Regions from separate parts of the Sus scrofa genome. Here region 2 is linked to region 1. A link is a contact called in public Hi-C data. All regions are on one chromosome and are shown on one strand. Each heading gives the region's core, a stretch centred on a gene start, on an enhancer-like site or on the middle of the called end of the contact. The rest is flanking DNA. Distances are from core to core; before and after follow the strand shown. Region 1 has its middle 260 kb from the start of TSHZ1. Region 2 overlaps ZNF407 (zinc finger protein 407).

Region 1 (5,318 bases), core at 1,548-4,047:
CTGCAGAGGAAAAACAATAGTCCCCAGACTTCCCTACAGCTAGCGGAAGCTCAGGAATCACATTCTGGCCAATAAGATATGAATGGAAGTGACATGAAGGGGCAGGAATGGTAGTAGAACATATCATTAAAGGGCACAGGCTCAGACCTCTGCCCTCTACGCCACTGGCAGGGAGGCAATGGGGTCATCTCAGGCCGTGTGCAGCGAAGAGCACCCCAGAGAGGGAAGCAGTGAAACAGGAGGAGCTCGATCTCCTTATAACCTTGCAGAGGGGAACTAGCTTAGACCTTTATGGGAAAGGGGAGCACCTCTCTAAGTTATTTAAGCCACTGGTATTTTGCGTTTCTGTCTCCACAGTCAGTCTCATCCAGGTCCTAAACAACCTAAGACCTATTCTTTTTTATTGTAAAATTACCCAGAAGTTTAGCAAGTGAGCCCAGCATTGGATTGGTCTAATACTAAAAATTTGTGAAGAAACTTATTGACTGGTGATCTGGAAGAGAGATAGATGATCAGATAGATAGATAGATGACATATATACTTCCTCTGTGAATAGGAAGTAGCAGGGCAAGAATAAAAGGAGATGGTGGAGGAGCAAATGGAAGAAGAAGAGAAGGATGAAAGAGGAAAGAATGACCTGTCTCTGTGGCCAGGACAGTCCCAGCACATTTTTCTCCCAATGGGTTCCTAACAGTAGCCCTCTTCATTCTCAAAGAGCCCTGACTTGGACAATATATTACGTGGCCACTCTGTCCCTTTGAGTCCTTGAGGTGAGCCCCAACCACCTGAGATAACTTGAGCTTGACTCTGTGCCTCGACCCCTGCACATGCTGGTGCAGTGTAGAATGATTAGACAGTAGTGGTGTAAGAAGGGTCAGTATGGACACCCAAACTGCAAGCATACAAAAGGCAAAGGGTCTAAGAAGAACGTCACAAGTGAAGTGGTAAAAGGTATTTGACTTTATCAAATCAAAATTAGAAGAAAAAGTTTTGGCAGAAATGCTTTTGTTGACCTTGAAGGAGGAGAAGGAAAACAGTAGAGGAGAGAGCAGCTAGAGAAAATAGGATTCACCTGATGAAGGGAAGACAGGCAGGGCCACGTATGGACATGAGGGCAACAGAAGCTATAGGAGCAATCTTTTGCATCAGTCCTTGACTTCTGCAGTATTGATTATTTACATAACCAGTAATAAATATGGTGTGAAAGATACTCTGAAGTCCTGTAGCATCCCTACCCATGATGCTGTAGTAACATACCCCTTACCTCCACCCTAATGAAACTATGAGAGAACATGAAGTGAATGAGAAGTAGCCTTTGAGAGAGGTTCTTTCAATGGCCTGTTTGTTTTTTTAAAGAAAGGAGATACATCCTCAAGGTAAGTATACATCTCTTTACTTCTTATAAAATTCTCAGAATGACAGGGCTCCCAGTCAAAACATGGTCTGTGGACCCATGATTAGCCTATTCATCAGACCCAAAAGATGCTGGTTGACCAACACTGGCTCATCTTGCTTTAAGGAGTGCACTTTCTGGAGTTCCCGTCATGGCGCAGCGGAAACGAATCTGACTTGGAACCATGAGGTTACAGGTTCGATTCCTGACCTCCCTCAGTGAGTTAAGTATCTGGCATTGCTGTGAGCTGTGGTGTAGGTCACAGACACGGCTCAGATCCTGCATTGCTGTGGCTGTGGTGTAGGCTGGCAGCTATAGCTCCGATTAGACCCCTAGCCTGGGAACCTCCATATGCCACAGGTGTGTGTCTTCCAATCCAGATAAACCAAGGATGCATATGGCCAGCCACTACGTACTCCTACTCATGATTCAGGGGGACCAGCAGGAAGAAAAGGTAAATGAGAAAGTTCTCCAAACACAAACATGAGGTACCCATGCAACCACCTTGTCAAAATGGTTGAAACATATCAGATGTTGTATAGTATATCTTGAGGTCATTTTACAGTTTTCAATCAGTACTTCAGCTAGCTATGATTTTTTCCTAAAACCTAGGAAGAGCAATGTGTTTGTTTATTTGTGAATTACCTTCACAAATTTGTTGGAAATATAAAATGTATCAATTCAAAGGGAATCTTTTCCGGAAAATAAAATTAATTCTTGTGGGGTTTTTTTCTGGTTTTTTTTTTTTTGTGTTTGTTTGCCCTTTGTTTTTTAGGTTTGTTATGTTCGCTTGTTTAATCTATGTTTGGAAGCACTGTGAAGGTAGATCAAGTAGGGGCAGAGGTGGGGCACAGAAAGAAGTCTCTTTCTGACTTGTAGATCCAAACTAGGATGTCCAAGGGCATGTAGCGATGTGACCAAGGGAACGCACAGTAGTTGTTTCCTGGACACGAGAAACATTTTTCCCACACAGATTGGGCTCAGAGGCTTAGGTCACCACACCATGGCTGAGTGTGACTACACAACTCTGTCTTCTTGTGGTTTAAAGCAACAACCAGGAAGAGTGGTGTGTTTTCTGGCCAGGGCAGAAATGTGTCAGAAGCACACAGCTCATGACATGAGGAACAAATAAACCTTAAAGCAACAACCAGGAAGAGTGGTGTGTTTTCTGGCCAGGGCAGAAATGTGTCAGAAGCACACAGCTCATGACATGAGGAACAAATAAACCCACGGTAATTGGAAGCTGAGGTCAGGGCAAAGATCAAAGTATTGGGGCAGGCTAAATGTTAAGGGGCGTTAATTTTTCCTATTGGTAAAGGGCTAAAAGTATTAAGGACCCCCTTCTCAATAGGAAATGTGAGTTCAGTGAGAACTTGCCTGTGTCTCCTCGGCCCATGTTCTCACAGGGCAAGTCTTCCAAAAACCACCCACTCTGCTTTATAAACAGATGCCTCCTGGCTGCAAGCTTCACTAACTTTGAAGATCTGAAAGGCATACAAATTCAGAGAAACAAATTGTGACCAATAAAATTTGAACGGGATCTGTAAGATGGCATTACAGAGCTGGCTGACTTTCATGGCTGGAGGATCATGTAAGAACTTGACTGAGCAAAATTCTTAAAGTGAAAGAAGCTGAGTCGTAAGAGTGAAACATCAGCGGCTGGGTTTGTGGCAGCGTGAGTCCTTGCACAGTCACACCAAATCCTTATCATCACAGTAAAGTGGGAGAACTGGAGGATAATGGAGCCGGTTACGGATTTGATCAGCTTTATAATTTTAAAAAAAGTAACCATCAAGGAATATAGTGAGGAATAAACATAGAAGTATAAGGTAGGAAGATTTAAAAGAGTAGATCAGATTTTTCATTATCATGGACATATGGAATATGACACCATCATAGATATAAATTGCTTATAACTTGTTCACATAGTTATATTTTATTCGAAGCCATTAGGACTCCATCCTAGGATGTAAACTGAAGAGTGACATGCCCGAATGACCCCATTCACAGCGTCTTTAAGCCTTTGACAGTTGTTTCCTGATCTGATAGTCAAGCCAAGCTCCACAGGAGGTTAAATGAAACAGCATTCAGGTGTTAGCATGGCTGAGCCTGATACTAGGAGTTCCATGAACCTGTGGGGCCACTGCTGTTGCTACATGTCCTTCACAAAGGCCCCGAGGACCATCCAGTGAGGAGCATCTATACTGATAATTTTACTCACCAGACATAATGCAGATTATTATTAATATTAAAACATAAGCCAGAGTTCCCGTCATGGCGCAGCAGAAAAAAATCTGACTAGGAACCATGAGGTTGTGGGTTCGATCCCTGGTCTCGCTCAGTGGGTTGAGGACCTGGTATTGCTGTGAACTGTAGTATAGGTCGCAGATGCGGCTCGGATCCTGCGTTGCTGTGGTTGTGGTGTAGGCAAGCAGCTGCAGTTCCAATTCGACCCCTAGCCTGGGAACCTCCATATGCTGTGTGTGCAGCCCTAAAAAGCAAAAACAAACAAAAAGAGTAAGTCAATCTCACCTGAGTCATTGAGTCATTCATTTCTCCTCCTTTATCATTTTACTAAGTACATTGTCAACGATTCTCAGAAAATCACATGATGGGTTTTTTCTTTTCATTTTTTTAAAGTTTAATTGAAGCATGGTTGATTTACAAGGTTATGATCATTTCTGCTGTACAACAAAGTGATTCAGTTATGCATGTGCACACATTTGTTCTTTTCCAGATTCTTTTCCCACACAGATTATCACAGAATACTGGGGAGAGTTCCTTGTGCAGTATAGCAGGACCCCGTCATATGGACCAGTCATTACATATACCTCAGTGTGCACATGTCTAACGGGTTTTTTAAATGTGTTAAAATAACCATCTGCATATCTGGTTCTACTCTTTGCTGATCCAACTCTCGGTTCTCATTTACAGGGTGACAGGCTCCTAGACCAGCCCTCCAAGTAGAGGGTAACCAACCCTCCCACCATGGAAGAATCCCCCACTTAGACATTTGGGAATATTCTTTTCTGCTGTGAAGGTGGACATGGTGCTGGCGGAGCAGAGTGCACATGATTGAAAGTGTTTTGGTGGCATTGCTTGTTTTTATAAACTATAAACAAAGCAACAACCTCAGAACTTCTGGTCCAACTGGATGTTCTGTGTTTCTGATCCATGGGAGAGTGGGAGGGGGTCACCAGCCCTCAAGGCTGGACTGGTCCCACTAGCACTTGTCACTTTACTCCTCTTAAATGTCGTTATTTTTTCCTTCCAATTTCTTAGAAGAGCTCTTTCATTAAGGACCAGGAAAAGGTGAACTATTAATGTTTTTCATTTAGCCACAATATATCTAATTTGTTTAGAGAGTTTTAAGAGCTGTGTCCTTTATACCTATTAACGCTAAATACATTTGCTTCAGGATTTCCCAAAAATGATGCTTTGGGAGAAAATGAAAAATATGGGAAAACGTATCCTAAAATTTCCTTATTTTTCTTCTTTTCTTTTTCTTTCTATTTAAGAAAATTATGAGGGAAATAAAGATTCATAATTTCACACTGCCAGAAACATCTACCAAACTGAATGGGAAGGAAAATATTATCCTCATTCAATGTTAAATTCTACAGGTGTGTTGAACACTTGCCTGTTAGGCAGCTAGGCCTCTCAGTCTTCTAGAGAATTCTGGACCTGTCAGAAATGGTTACAATGAAAAACATTTTTTTCCCCTGGGAGGTAGAAATATGCAAATGCCAAACCAATTGCATTTTTTTTTCATTTACACTCAAGTAGGAAAGAGAGCACCCATCTGAAACTTAGACCCATTTTTACCACATTGCATTCTTAATTATCTAGACAAATATGGCAACTTCTAGTTCACTTTTGCTGAGGATTTCTAGCCACAGACAAACTTTCAAAAGACACTACCCTT
Region 2 (4,845 bases), core at 1,984-4,483, 480 kb after region 1:
ACTTGCTCGGGCATCTTCTCGGATCAATAGCATATAGTTAAGTTGAAGAAAAGGCTAAATGTGATTGCTGTTTGCAAAGCAAGGATTCATTTTTAGTTTTTAAGTGCTCATGTATTTCATGTTAAAATATTAAATTCAAGTCACAGGTTCAAAGTAGTTACACATTCCAGCTTTTTGTTAAATATCTGTCATTTTTTAAATCTTGAATACTGGCATAGGTCACAACAAAATCTGTGTGCATTTCACAATTTTACAGATCCCAGTGCTGGTGGCCATACATCTTTGATGGCAAAACTACATGGGTCGCAGCACCATAAAAATCAATAAATATTAACCTTTTCTGGCACTCGGTGCCTGGATGCTTTATCAGTGGCTGTCAGGTAACAGAACAGTCAGTGATGAACTGTATTTCTCAGCTAAGATATCCATGACAAATTTAGAAATCAATGTAGATTAACACATTTAAATTAAAAAAAAAATCATCAACAGATTTTATTCCCACGCAAAGAGCGCGAAAGCTAGTAAGCTCGCATTTCGAATAGGTGCCTTTGGTGGGACATAAATATTGAGAAGCACAGTAACCCAAAGAACTATGTATTGTACACATCTCTCAGGCCCCTCTTCTATGATTATATGGATTACACAGAATCTGCTTTCAAACTTTAGGTAACGTGCTAAGTGGGAAAATTTTTCTTCAATACATCCCACTTTATTTCTGTCAGCAACATACACTCTTCCAGCGGAGCTAGATAATCTTGTAAAGGTTTAAAAGAAAGGGGAACACTGTTTAGTAGAAACATGTCACTATGCTTCAACATGCTCCTTGAAGCCACTACAGCAGTGGCTCTTTCCCTCTGAGGCCAGGACACCTGCAGGGCCTGGTTGGCAGGACCCTGGTCCTTGCAGGACACACTGGGCTCAGCCAGAGAAGGGACTGCAGGCTGGGAATGCCCAGCTCCACACCAAGGGCTTAGTTCTAGATGTTCATGGGGAACGTTCTGGTTCTCCCAAGACAAACTTCACGGTCGTGGTTCTATGTCATTGAACAGTCTGATGTACTGATCAGCTTATGAGGTGATCTCAAAAATAAATTGTCTCTGATTATCTTGAATTTGGTCATTTAGGTAGCAAAGTGTAACTCCTACTTTGCAATCTTGCTCCTCAGGATATCCATATCTGCCTCTTTATGGGGGACAGACAACCTGTGTTTTCATGGTCTAGGTCCCTTCAAAAGTATTGGGAAATTTCAACAGGGCAACAATTCAGACAAATAACTCTACCTGCAGGTGGAAAATGAATGCTCTATACATAAAGTCATAGCTGTAAGTAAGAAAATTCCAAGATGCTAAAAGCTCCATTACCATAAAACCTGAACATTAGCTGTGGAGAGGAATGGTCTTCCACTTACCATTCTTGCAATGGCATCCATATTTTGAATCCCTAGATAAATCAGCCTAAGAAAAATCAGAATTCTTAGGAAAAGAGCAATTTACTAGTTATATGTCTTCGGGTAATAATACATTTTAAAAATGACTTTTTTTTTGGTAGAATTTACTTTAATGTAAATTCTTATGCACATAATGTTACTTATGCCACAGATTCACAGATTTTCAAGGTGACTGCTCTGGGGGTAGAATGAGGGCCACCTCTAAAATTAATAATAGATCTTACAATACGATCTAATAGTCATTGTCAAAAAGCGGTTGGCTCTTAGAAGATGCTAGAAAGAGAAAAAATATCAAAACAACTCCCAACACATCAATAAGTCTTTGGGATCGTCTTGATGCTCGCTGGAGTTAAGCGTGAGCTCCCTAGAATGGCAAAGAAGCCCTACAGACGTCTGTAGGTGATCACCTCACTGTGAGGCAACTGTGGAGCCCAAGTCACCTTGGCCAGCAGTGACCAGCCCAAATATGCTCCAGCCTCAAGTCTCAAGTGTCTTATGATAAGCGCATTTTGAAATTCTTCCTTCTTTCCTTCCTTCCCCATTTTCTTAACACAACTGCAGGTTAGAAAGGCTAAAAAGATCTTTACAAACCAGCCAAAGAAAGCCCTGTCTTTCTGTTTTAAAGTCAAGCTTGATGAGTACTTTGACAGTGCCTCCTGCTTAGACTCCTGATCCCACACCCATGACGGGGGATGTACATTTCCTGGCCTTTCCTCCACATGTGTCACCAAAACTGCAGCTAAGACAAGAACCAGAAAAGTATAAAGTCTTTCTAGATCCTCCAAGATTAAGAAGAGCTCCCAAAGGCAACTGCGGTGATCTGAATTTGTCTCTGGCGACAAAGGTCAATACTTTCACAGTTTCAGGAGAGCCCACTTTCACACTGCAGGGAAAATATGTGGGAAAGGATTCAGGGAGACATCAAACTCACAATCTCCATTTGCTCTGCAGTTCTATTAATGATAGAATTTTAAACCCTGGTGCTCAGCAGCCCCATGCAGTGTCCACACCCAGAAGTGGAGATAATTTCTTCCAGGCTGATAGGTTTTATCCCCATACTATCCTGCCCTCTTGTACAAGTCATTCAGAATATGAAGAGGTCGCTATGTGAGGGAAATAATTCAAGCCCTAGAATAGCTCTGTCAACTTTCTTTATGAATAAACAAAATAACCATCACTAAGTATCACTGTAAGCATTGTTGGGGAATTTTTGCTTTATTCTATAGAGTTTAGCTGTATTTTCTCTTTTAAAAGCAACTCTGATGTAGCTCTAGGTTGATATAATCGAACATAGGCTTCATGTAATAGGAAATAAATGAAGGGAAAAAAATCTCAGCAACGTCATTTACTACTTGAAGGACTCATTTAAAGAGGGAATAATGCTTAACCTATTTAACGGCACTCTGAGCAACTCTGATTTATTCTGAGTTATTACAACCCTATTTGTCTTTGAAATATTCAAGTATTTGCTTACTAATCCATTATAGCACATGCCCGTGTTTGAGTGTATCTGAGTGTATATTGGTTTCTGTTTTTCCTTCCACATGTGGAATACCACCCTCGTCTCTCAATCAATGCATTGTTAGTGAGGAAACCTACCAAAAGCTCCTGCTTCAGGAATGTAGGTCCCTATAGAGAAAATGTGCTCAACCAACGAGCCCCTTGCACTGTGGCTCAAATGGCCAGGGCAAGTGTTCAGTGATGGGACGGTAGCCCCAAGGGCCAGGGAGCTGAAATGCACACACTACGGTGACTTAGGACATCCTCAAATACACGGTCACAAAATTAGGACTTAGGTCAGCAAGCAAGTAGGCAGTAGCCAAAGTCCTCTGTAGCTATGAAAGGTATCAGAAAGATCACTGGAAAACGGTTCTGTGAGAAGTAATGGGAAGAACCTGCTCAATGGAAAGCTTTTTCTCCAGCAGTTTCAAGAGTAAGAGGGGGTAACACACACACCTGGAAGCGCTTGCACCCTGCTACCCCTGCATGGTGCCAATTTAGTTGGTACCTTCCCCTGCCGTCACCCTGAGCTGACAAAGGATATGTCCCTGAAAACGTTTTAAAAGAAAGAAAAGTACATGTGTACACACAGTTCAAGTAAACCAACGAAGAAACAAAAAACAACTGAAGAGTGGGTTTCCTCCTCGTCACCATCCCCCCAGCAGAGGTGGACAGGGTAACTTGGTTTGGGGTAGGGGTTGGAAGGGAAGAGAAGGATCCAGGTCTGTGAAGGCAGAAACCCTTCCTGTGTGAGCTGCAGGGAGCAGACACTTGAGAGAAGCCTCATCTTTCTCCTACCCCAGGCCCACAGAACAGGGTTTATCACTACAGTATTTTTAAGGAATCAGAAGCTCAGGGAAGTTAAAAACATTTTACAGGGCACAAAGCCAGTGAGAGACACAAATCTGACCATGTCATCCTTCTGTTACTTCACTGGCTTCCTGTTTCACTTAGTTCAAAATCTTCAGAAACCTTCAAAACCGGGCTGTGTTGGAGTTTCTCTCCCCTCCCAGCGCCCTCCACTGCGGGAAGCAAGGCCACAATCCCCACCCCAGCAAGTCTTTCCCTGAGCACACCCAGGCGTTCAGGAAAGTCCACTCCCCAGCTGGGCTTTCCCACCCAAGCCCCCACCCCCACATTGAGACCCAACTCCGCTGTCTGCCAGGGTTCATAAGCGTTCTTCACCTCAAGCAGGTAACCCCACAGCTACTTGAAGTTCTACCTGTGATTACTGACTACTATCCACTCTCTCCCAAAGCCAATCTCCAGAAAGACAGGGGTCACACACGTTTTGCCCACAGCTCTCTCCCTGGCCCTGACAGGTGAACTGGGACATTTCTTCTAACATTCAAAAGCTTAAGGGGAAAGCAGATGACTTAATTGGCAAGCCCTATTTGAAAAGCACTGCAACAGAGACTTTAGAGAATAAGCTAATTCTCATGATAGCCATGACCAGATAGGTTCTAAGCCCATTTTTATACATGCAAAACCTAAAGCTGACAGATATGGCCTAAGTTTCCCAAGATCACACAGTGAGGAAGCACCAGAGCTGGCTCAAAATTCAGTTAACCTCATTACAAGACAATTGCTTTTTAATGCTGGCAATCTAGATATAAGTGGAGGAGAGGGGTCTATTTCCTTAATTTTGATTGTGGAGGTCTTTAGAATAGTTTTACAATAGCATTTGCTGCTTTCTCTTTTGATTATTAAAAGCAACATAATCTAGAAAATACAGAAAAGCTTGCACTTTTAGGTCCATCAATTTTCCTAAATGGCACATACATTAAAAAATAAGACTGAAGACATTCTCAACATAACATTTTAACATCTTTTTAGAAGCTGTTAGATTCCAGAAGTAACAAGTGTTTGTCATGAAAAAAAAATCCACTGCAACACTG

What was found. Hi-C and Micro-C count contacts between places; a contact is called where the count stands out from the background.
Region 2: a contact with region 1 is called in a Hi-C map of liver, with 1.7 times the contacts expected there. The contact joins two enhancer-like sites. A contact is called at or near these places in 1 of 5 promoter capture datasets (liver) and 4 of 47 Hi-C or Micro-C datasets (embryonic fibroblasts, liver and skeletal muscle).

Annotation. Positions count from the first base shown.
Region 1 is chr1:148,722,759-148,728,076 of Sscrofa11.1, forward strand. No RefSeq gene overlaps it. Among named protein-coding and RNA genes, the nearest start is that of TSHZ1, 260 kb to the right of the region's middle. Within about 2 kb of position 2,798, at least 5 of the 83 cell types and tissues checked have an H3K27ac peak or open chromatin away from gene starts, as enhancers often do. A contact at or near this core is called in liver, where this site is marked.
Region 2 is chr1:149,199,943-149,204,787 of Sscrofa11.1, forward strand. The region is part of intron 8 of ZNF407 (zinc finger protein 407); the gene reads right to left. Among named protein-coding and RNA genes, the nearest start is that of ZADH2, 220 kb to the left of the region's middle. Within about 2 kb of position 3,234, at least 3 of the 83 cell types and tissues checked have an H3K27ac peak or open chromatin away from gene starts, as enhancers often do. A contact at or near this core is called in liver, where this site is marked.